Linked DNA regions of Arachis hypogaea: region 1 is linked to region 2. Evidence: chromatin contacts called from public Hi-C data. All regions are on one chromosome and are shown on one strand. Each heading gives the region's core, a stretch centred on a gene start, on an enhancer-like site or on the middle of the called end of the contact. The rest is flanking DNA. Distances are from core to core; before and after follow the strand shown.

Region 1 (3,809 bases), core at 1,111-3,610, 150 kb after region 2:
ACAACAACAAAAGAAAACTTAAAAACTAGCTTTATAAACAACAAACAGAGTAATAGAATATAATAATTTTAGTTCTTTCAAAGACACTTTAAAATGAACTCGAACAATTATTTTACATCAATTTATGATCAATCTCCTTCTAATTTTTATTTGCTATATCATTAGTCTTTTTTATAAATCATCTTCTTATTCACCTTAGACTTGATATTTGCACTCATAAATAAATCAATTACTCTTATATTATCGATCTTGTCACTATCAATTTGTGCATTTTACAATTTCCTCCTTTAACTTCTTTAATATCAACACTTCGTAATTAAAGACAATGTTATTTATATATCTCTCATGTGCATCATATTACAGAAAAAATAACACCATCCAATTTTTTTTTACATTTTTTCTTATCTTCTTATCCATCCATATCTCAAAGGATTCTTTTCACACTTTATTCTACCAAGATTGATCCCCACACCTATATACACTTACATGAGAAAAATAAGTGATGTACGGTCTCTAATTTTTTCCTACATAATACACAAAAGGATCCCACTTCTGACACAATCCTAAACTCACATAATTAATCTCTAGTATTCAATCTTTCTAAAATTACAAACCACATCGGCAACTCAACCCATAGAGGCACAATACTTTTCCACAATTTTTTTATAAAATTATACATATTGGGTTCCACTCCTATCTCCTTATTCTATATACCACATTTAAAAAAGATTTAACAAAAAGTTACCTTGCTTGTTGTGCTTCCATTTCATAGTGTCCACCTTTTCTTGCCTAATTTTGATTTTTGACAAAATTATAAAAAGTTTTACAAGGTCTTGTTCCTCTCATTCCCATAAAGCTCTTTTCCATTGTAAGCACCATCCCAAATGCCACACTCACTAATTGTGCACTCTTTATTCAGCGTCACCCTGTATAGATTCAGGAATACCTCTTTCAATTTACCTTTCCTTACCCAAAAGTCGTGCCAGAATTCAGTTTTAGATTTATTACTCATTTGCAGTTGAAGACCCTCTTGATATATACCTACAAAACTACTCTCATTCATACGTATGTTGCCAATAGTAGCCCAAACACCTACAATTCTCTTTAAATTTTGATTTTCAAAGGACATACCACCATCAAAGTTATTGTAAGAATAAACTACTTTTTTTCAAAGTGGACATTCTTTTTTATTGAACCTCCATCACTATTTAAACACCTTTTTATTGAACTTCCACCACAACATATTTATATATTTTATTTGAATTTTTTTTTGAATTTGTCATTATATTTTATAACCTAACAGACCAAAAATTAATGCACTACGAATTTAAATTTCATTAAGAATTTATTATTGGCTAATAAATTATTATTGTATATACAAGGTGGAATTCAAACCTTCTACATTTATTTAATCGATCAAATGAGTAAACTAAGTTCTAGACCAACTCAAACTAATTTTTTGTTTGGATTTTTTTTTGATATAGCTTGTATGGATTTATTTATCTTGTTTAAATTGGCTGGGAATCAAAGAGCAAATGCTGATTATTGTAAGAGAAATCCACTAAGGTCCATCCTCCGTGATTTAAAACAAAAACCGGCCTTCATTTTCCTTCCAAAATTTGAAATAAGGCTTAAATATGTATGACCTAAAATATAAAGGTGAATTCTGATAATTGTATAAGCGTTATAAAAATTAAAGTCAGACTTTTTTTAGTAACATTTTTAAAAAGTATTACTAAATAATTAAAAAACGTTACTTTAATTTTAGCAATACTTTTAGATAGCGTTTGTTTTGAGGTACTGAGACAGAGACTGAGAGACTGTGACTCAATATTATGTTTGTTAGTTCAGAGACTGATACTAAAATTTGTCTCTTTTCTCAAAATTTCAGTATTTTAGTACTTCAAAAAAGTGGAAACACAGAGGACTAAAATTTTTAGAGATAGAGACTGAAATTTTAATAATATTTTATACCTAAAATACCTTCATTTCAATTAATTAATTTCAATTTTATCTTTTGTACAAATTAAATTAGAATTTTATTCTATTTTCAATTTCTATCTCCTATTTTATACTAAACAGAATACTGAGATTTATTTTAATATTTGTCTCTTAGTTTCTGTCTTTCAGTCTCAGTATTTTTATCTCTGTCTCTCTACCAAACGCTACCTAAAAACACTATAGTCAATATATTTATTGACGTAATCATATACTCATACTTAGAATGCACCAAATATAAAAAAGCCCTTGAGTTTATAAAAGATCACTCATTCGTAATAACAAAATAAAAAAGGATCACTTTATTTGGGGGATGAAAAATAAACCTTGGGAGATAAGAGTTCAACATACACATAGACAGGAAATAATTGTGGGTTAGCTAATCAAACATCAATATGGATTCATATTGTTAGATACTACACCTCTAGAGTTAGAAGAACCTTTATATTTTTTGGTATTCTAGAGTTAGAACCCTTTTTTTTGGACAGAGAGTTAGAACCTTTGATATCACAGGATGTAAAAGGGGTTCCTACAAGTTTTTGGTCTTGGGTTCCTATTTCTCTTCTTTCATGGGCCTAGGCCATGTTGGTATCCTAATAAAAAACACAAAAAAGAGGGTCCCTCATTAGAGAATGCAGTTAGCAGTGTCTCACTCGCTTATCTCCCAAACATCAAAGAGCTACATGACTAGGCAAGGAATAAGGCCAGGTGGGATAATATGTCCTTACCTGTTTAATATATAATTATATATAACTTAACAATTAAGTTATTAGAAAATTTTTATCTATAATGCTGCTGTATATACAAGTATTTTTAGTAATTATGTTTAATTAAATTAGCTTAAATTTAATAAAAATTATTTACACAATATATATATAAATTACATATTTTTTTATCGTATTTTTTTTATACATTTTTTTTCTTTTATTACTGGTGTATTTTCTTTTTGAAAGAGTAAAACAAGAAGGAGAAAAAGAAAAGGAGAGAGGTTTTAGAAAAACATAAAACAAAAAAAGTACAAAATTTTTAAGATTAAAAATGATTTATATGTATATTTTTAAAGACTAATTTGATTTTAAATAAATTTATGACATATCAGATAACACGTGACACACCACGTGTTATTGATCTAACATGTCAATTAATTATTATATAATATATGATATTATCTTACCACATCATCATACCATGTGATATTTAGTGTAATACATTATTATTTAACTAACAGAATATCCAATCTGATTTATGTTTTATTTTTTAGAGACTAATATGATTAGTTTTATCTTTAAAAAACTAATTTAAAAAATAAGTGATATTAACTCATACTAATACCCTTTCTCAAACTATACATTGTCATACAAAGACTAAATTTGCATCTTGACAACAACGCAAACACATGGTTCAAGATCTTAGCAAAAGTAAGGTTTAATTTGCTAAAATTTTTTTAATTTGTATTTGTGATAAGTATCTCATTTTGTATTTAGTAAATAAAAAAGTTTATGTGTTTATGCAGGTATATTTGTAGCTTTCAAAAATTAGGAGTACTTTTGAAAGCTATTTAAAAGTTAATTTATACTTATTAAAATTTAAAAAATCTAATATAACTTCATATATCAATTAATATCTAAATTTAATTCTTATATTAATATTTATTATAATATTTTTAAATTTTAAAAGTTATTTTACCAAACATACTTATTATTACTTATGCTTATTAAAAATCATTTTTAATTTAATTTATTAAACATAGATATTACAACTTTTAAAAAATTATATTTTAAAAGTTAACTTTTATAAACTACTTTTAAAAA
Region 2 (3,807 bases), core at 803-3,302:
CTCCCATTTTTGGCAAGGTATGTAAAATTTTCTTAACGAAAACTGAGATCGGTACCAGGTTGTAATGGACAGCCCAGTGCAAAGAATCCCGAATTAAGCTGGATTTAGGGAATGGCTTCACCCAAGGGTCTAATGAAAAAAAAAAAAATTGGTGCGGATTTTAGATTTTTTTTTTAACAAGCTAAATTGTGGAAGACAAACATATGGAATACTATGCCGTGAACTCTTTACCAGTAGGCTGAGATAAAGCAACTCCAGGATTTTGTAATCTATTTCCAAGCAAACATGCATAGGTAGAAAATTCATTTCATACCTCTATCATTGCCTACTTATGATACAACAAGAAAAAATGGAGAACTCACTCCAAAAAAAAAGAGAGACAATGTAGTCAATGTACTTGTGTCTTCTGAAACCGAGAGAACATATTTTTTTGGTGTACTGAGAGAACCATATTATAGCAAATAGAACTTTTGAATACTAAAAAGCTCAAATTATAAATCTTATCCTGAGAAGTTATTAGAACATCATCCCTACCAGAGATTAATGCTTTAGTTTTCTACATCCATAAAATATACAAAAAAAACCCTGAAAATTCAATTTCGCTGTATTTATTTTCTATTCTTAAACTAAAGCATAGGTATTCTTCAAAATTTTAACACTTACTCAAGTTGGTTGTGAGGTGCAAAACATGTCACTGTTGTTCTTGTTGCATCAGAATACTGGAAAAAATAAAAAGATAAAAAAAACATGCATATTAGTATTCAAGAAAAAGTGAAAACTAAAACCCCATTAGCAAAGAAATCGATCCATTACTTGAGCATCAGGATACACAATAAAGGATAAGATACAATGAAATTTTCAATTGTAAGCATCAAATTTTAAAGAATGCTTCAGAATGCAAATAAACAACATAATGGATGTTGATTAATATGGTTGCCTAAAAGTCAAGAATGCATACTTGTGCATGGTCACAAATAAACAGATACAGCTGATGCAACTCCACAATCTTTAATCCGATGTGACCAGCATAGACTCAAACAAAAAGAACTCAAACGGAAAATGATATACATATCACAGAAGTTGAAATACATGAACTTGAGTATAGCGAAGACAAGATCACAATAACTTAAAGTGGTATACATATTACAGCGGAATTCGTTCTTTTCTTAACATGCCAAACACATGGACATGGCCTTATTACTTTTCAAGAAGTGTCTCTTTTAATTTAAACATGTGACAATAATCGAAAGTGAATAAAAATAAATAACAAAGGCAGTTCTCATTTAAAATAAAAGGATTATAATCGCTCTTAGTTTCAATGCTTAGTCAGAGTCAACTTCTAGGTCACATTTCCCCAGAACATTAGCAGTAGCATATTAAAGATGATAATAAATTTACTCCTTTGTCATGTCAAATAAGTAAGATATACAATAAAAACACTTGGGAAATCCGAAAATGGACTCGTGTAATTTAATCAACGGGCTTCAATAGCAATAGATTCAAATTACAGAAACTCAACAACATAGCAACTGATTCAACAACACAGCAGCAGCAGCAACAAAAATACACTACATTATAAAAACAACTGAGGCAATAACAATTCAACTAACAACTCAACAACACAGCAAACAGCAACAGCAACAAGAAAACAAGTCGAAGACAGCAAATTACAAGTTAACAGTTCCAGAAAAAAAATAAAGCAAAGAAACCGAACCAGAGAACAAGATAAGAGGACAGAGGAGCTACCGGAACTGAGGTAGAGACGGAGAGAAGACAGCCGACGCAGCGGACACGACGGCGTGATGGGAGATGCAAGGGAGACGGCGGAACGAAGGGAGGCGTGGGCAGAGTGAAAAGCAGCGGATGAGTGGATCAGAGAAACAGAGAAGAGAAGCCCTTTGCGAGGGAGTACGGAGAATGGGTTGGGGACGGGGGCCTGGGACTTGGCGTTAGAGACTTAGAGGATTCGACACTTCGACTTAGGGTTCGGTGCTTTTTTTTTTTTTTTCAATTACTATTTTTATGCAGCTGAGCCCGAATTAAAATTCAAAATGACTCTGAAATTTGAGGTCAGCTTTAAATTAGTCTCCAAATTTCAATTAACTCAGATTAATCGTCTAAATTTAAAAAATTAATTCACATCTAAGGGTGAACGAGAATTGAATTAAATTAGATATAGTCAAAATTTTGATCAGATTTAATATATCTATAAAATATAAAAATATTTTTAAAGGTTTATTTTTATTAAAAAAAATAATAAATTTTTTTTTCTATTTTTAATTTACTCTTAAAATTATAGTTATTAGAATCAGATTGGACCTATCAGTTCGACTGAAAAATCGATAAATCGGTGGTCTGACAGGTTCGATTTTTACTTAGGGCCAGACTTGCAGTTGATTCGGTCAACGGTGGTCAAATTCATTGAAAATCGATCAATTCGTACTTAGGACTGCTGTTGATCCGCACGGATCCACCATACACCCACGTGCCGCCGCACCATCGAAGGATCTCCACATATCCACTTCAAGCCTTTAACACTAGCAAAAATTAACATACTTTTCTGTTACTGTTGAAGCCTTCAACGACCTTCAAGCCTCCACATATTCTGATAACTATGTTTAAAATAATATTAGACATACTTTTTTTAAATAATAAAATTAAAATAATGTAACATATATAATAATTAGTTGAAATAAAACATAAAAATAATATTTACTTATTTATTTATTTATTTTTGTAGATTCGCAAATATGCGAATACCTACATAAAATCTAAAATCCGCAATATGATTTTATTAGTGTGTGGATCGAATCTATATCCATAATTTTTCAAATCAGATTTGGATAAACACTGCGAATATGCAGGCCGAATCCAATCTCTGAACACCCCTATTCATATTAGTCATTTTGTTTATCTCCATTAATATAGTGCTTAATTAGAATTGAGATTGTTCAATTCATCTGACTAAAAAATTATTATTTATATAAAATTAAGAGTAAATTACATTATATATATTGGCTAAAAAATTTTAATATGCAAATAATATTACACATGTGCACTAAGATGGGACTGTGAGGTATTATTCTCGGATGTGATGGGTCTTCTATTTCTCGCATTATATGAAAAGGGTTTAAATTTTTTTAAAAAAATTATTTCTTTCACATCTCACACTATGCGAGAAAGTTATGGAGAAAAGGGCTTGTCAGCCCATCTCGCACTATGCGAGAATTTTTTAATAATAAATTAATTCGTTCACAACGAGAAATATTTTGATATGATATTTTCGTCAGTTCGTTAAGTGTGAAAAGATTACTTTATCATATGAAATATTAATATTTTAATATTATGTTCAAAAAAATTAATTATTTTATTAAATTAACAATTAAAAAAATTAATATCTACTCTCCTCTATAAAAGAATTAACTGGATTTGTAAATGAGTTCACTTTTATTCTTCTCTTCATATTCAGACTCACTTTTCACTCTTCTCTTAACAAAATTTTCATTTCTACCCCTTTCTTCAAAATGTTTGCAGTGTGACAATTCCTTTTAGTTTTTGTTGTAAGAGTAATGAAAACTAATGTGAGTTTACTGGTATATTTTGATGGTGAAGTTATACCATATACAACTGAGGGTATAAAATTTATTTGTAAAAATCCAATTTCTTTTACTATTTCTCGCATGTTGTCATGTGAAGAGTGGAAAAATAGATTATGCCAACACATACATAGAAATATTTCAAAAAGAATTAGTAATATTTTATACAGGCAACCGGTGTTATTTTTCAGTGGTGTGATACGATTTGAAT

Evidence for each region. A called contact is a pair of places that touch in the nucleus more often than the background predicts.
Region 1: a Hi-C map of leaf shows a contact between it and region 2, with 5 times the contacts expected there. The contact joins the enhancer-like site here to the promoter of LOC112799522 in region 2. A contact is called at or near these places in 3 of 8 Hi-C or Micro-C datasets (leaf and an unstated tissue).

Annotation. Positions count from the first base shown.
Region 1 is chr1:16,838,466-16,842,274 of arahy.Tifrunner.gnm2.J5K5, forward strand. No RefSeq gene overlaps it. Among protein-coding and RNA genes, the nearest start is that of LOC112699056, 25 kb to the right of the region's middle. Within about 2 kb of position 2,361, at least 3 of the 3 cell types and tissues checked have open chromatin away from gene starts, as enhancers often do.
Region 2 is chr1:16,688,676-16,692,482 of arahy.Tifrunner.gnm2.J5K5, forward strand. LOC112799522 reads right to left here and starts at 2,053. Exons shown (of 5, transcript XM_025841696.3): 1 at 1,747-2,053; 2 at 664-719.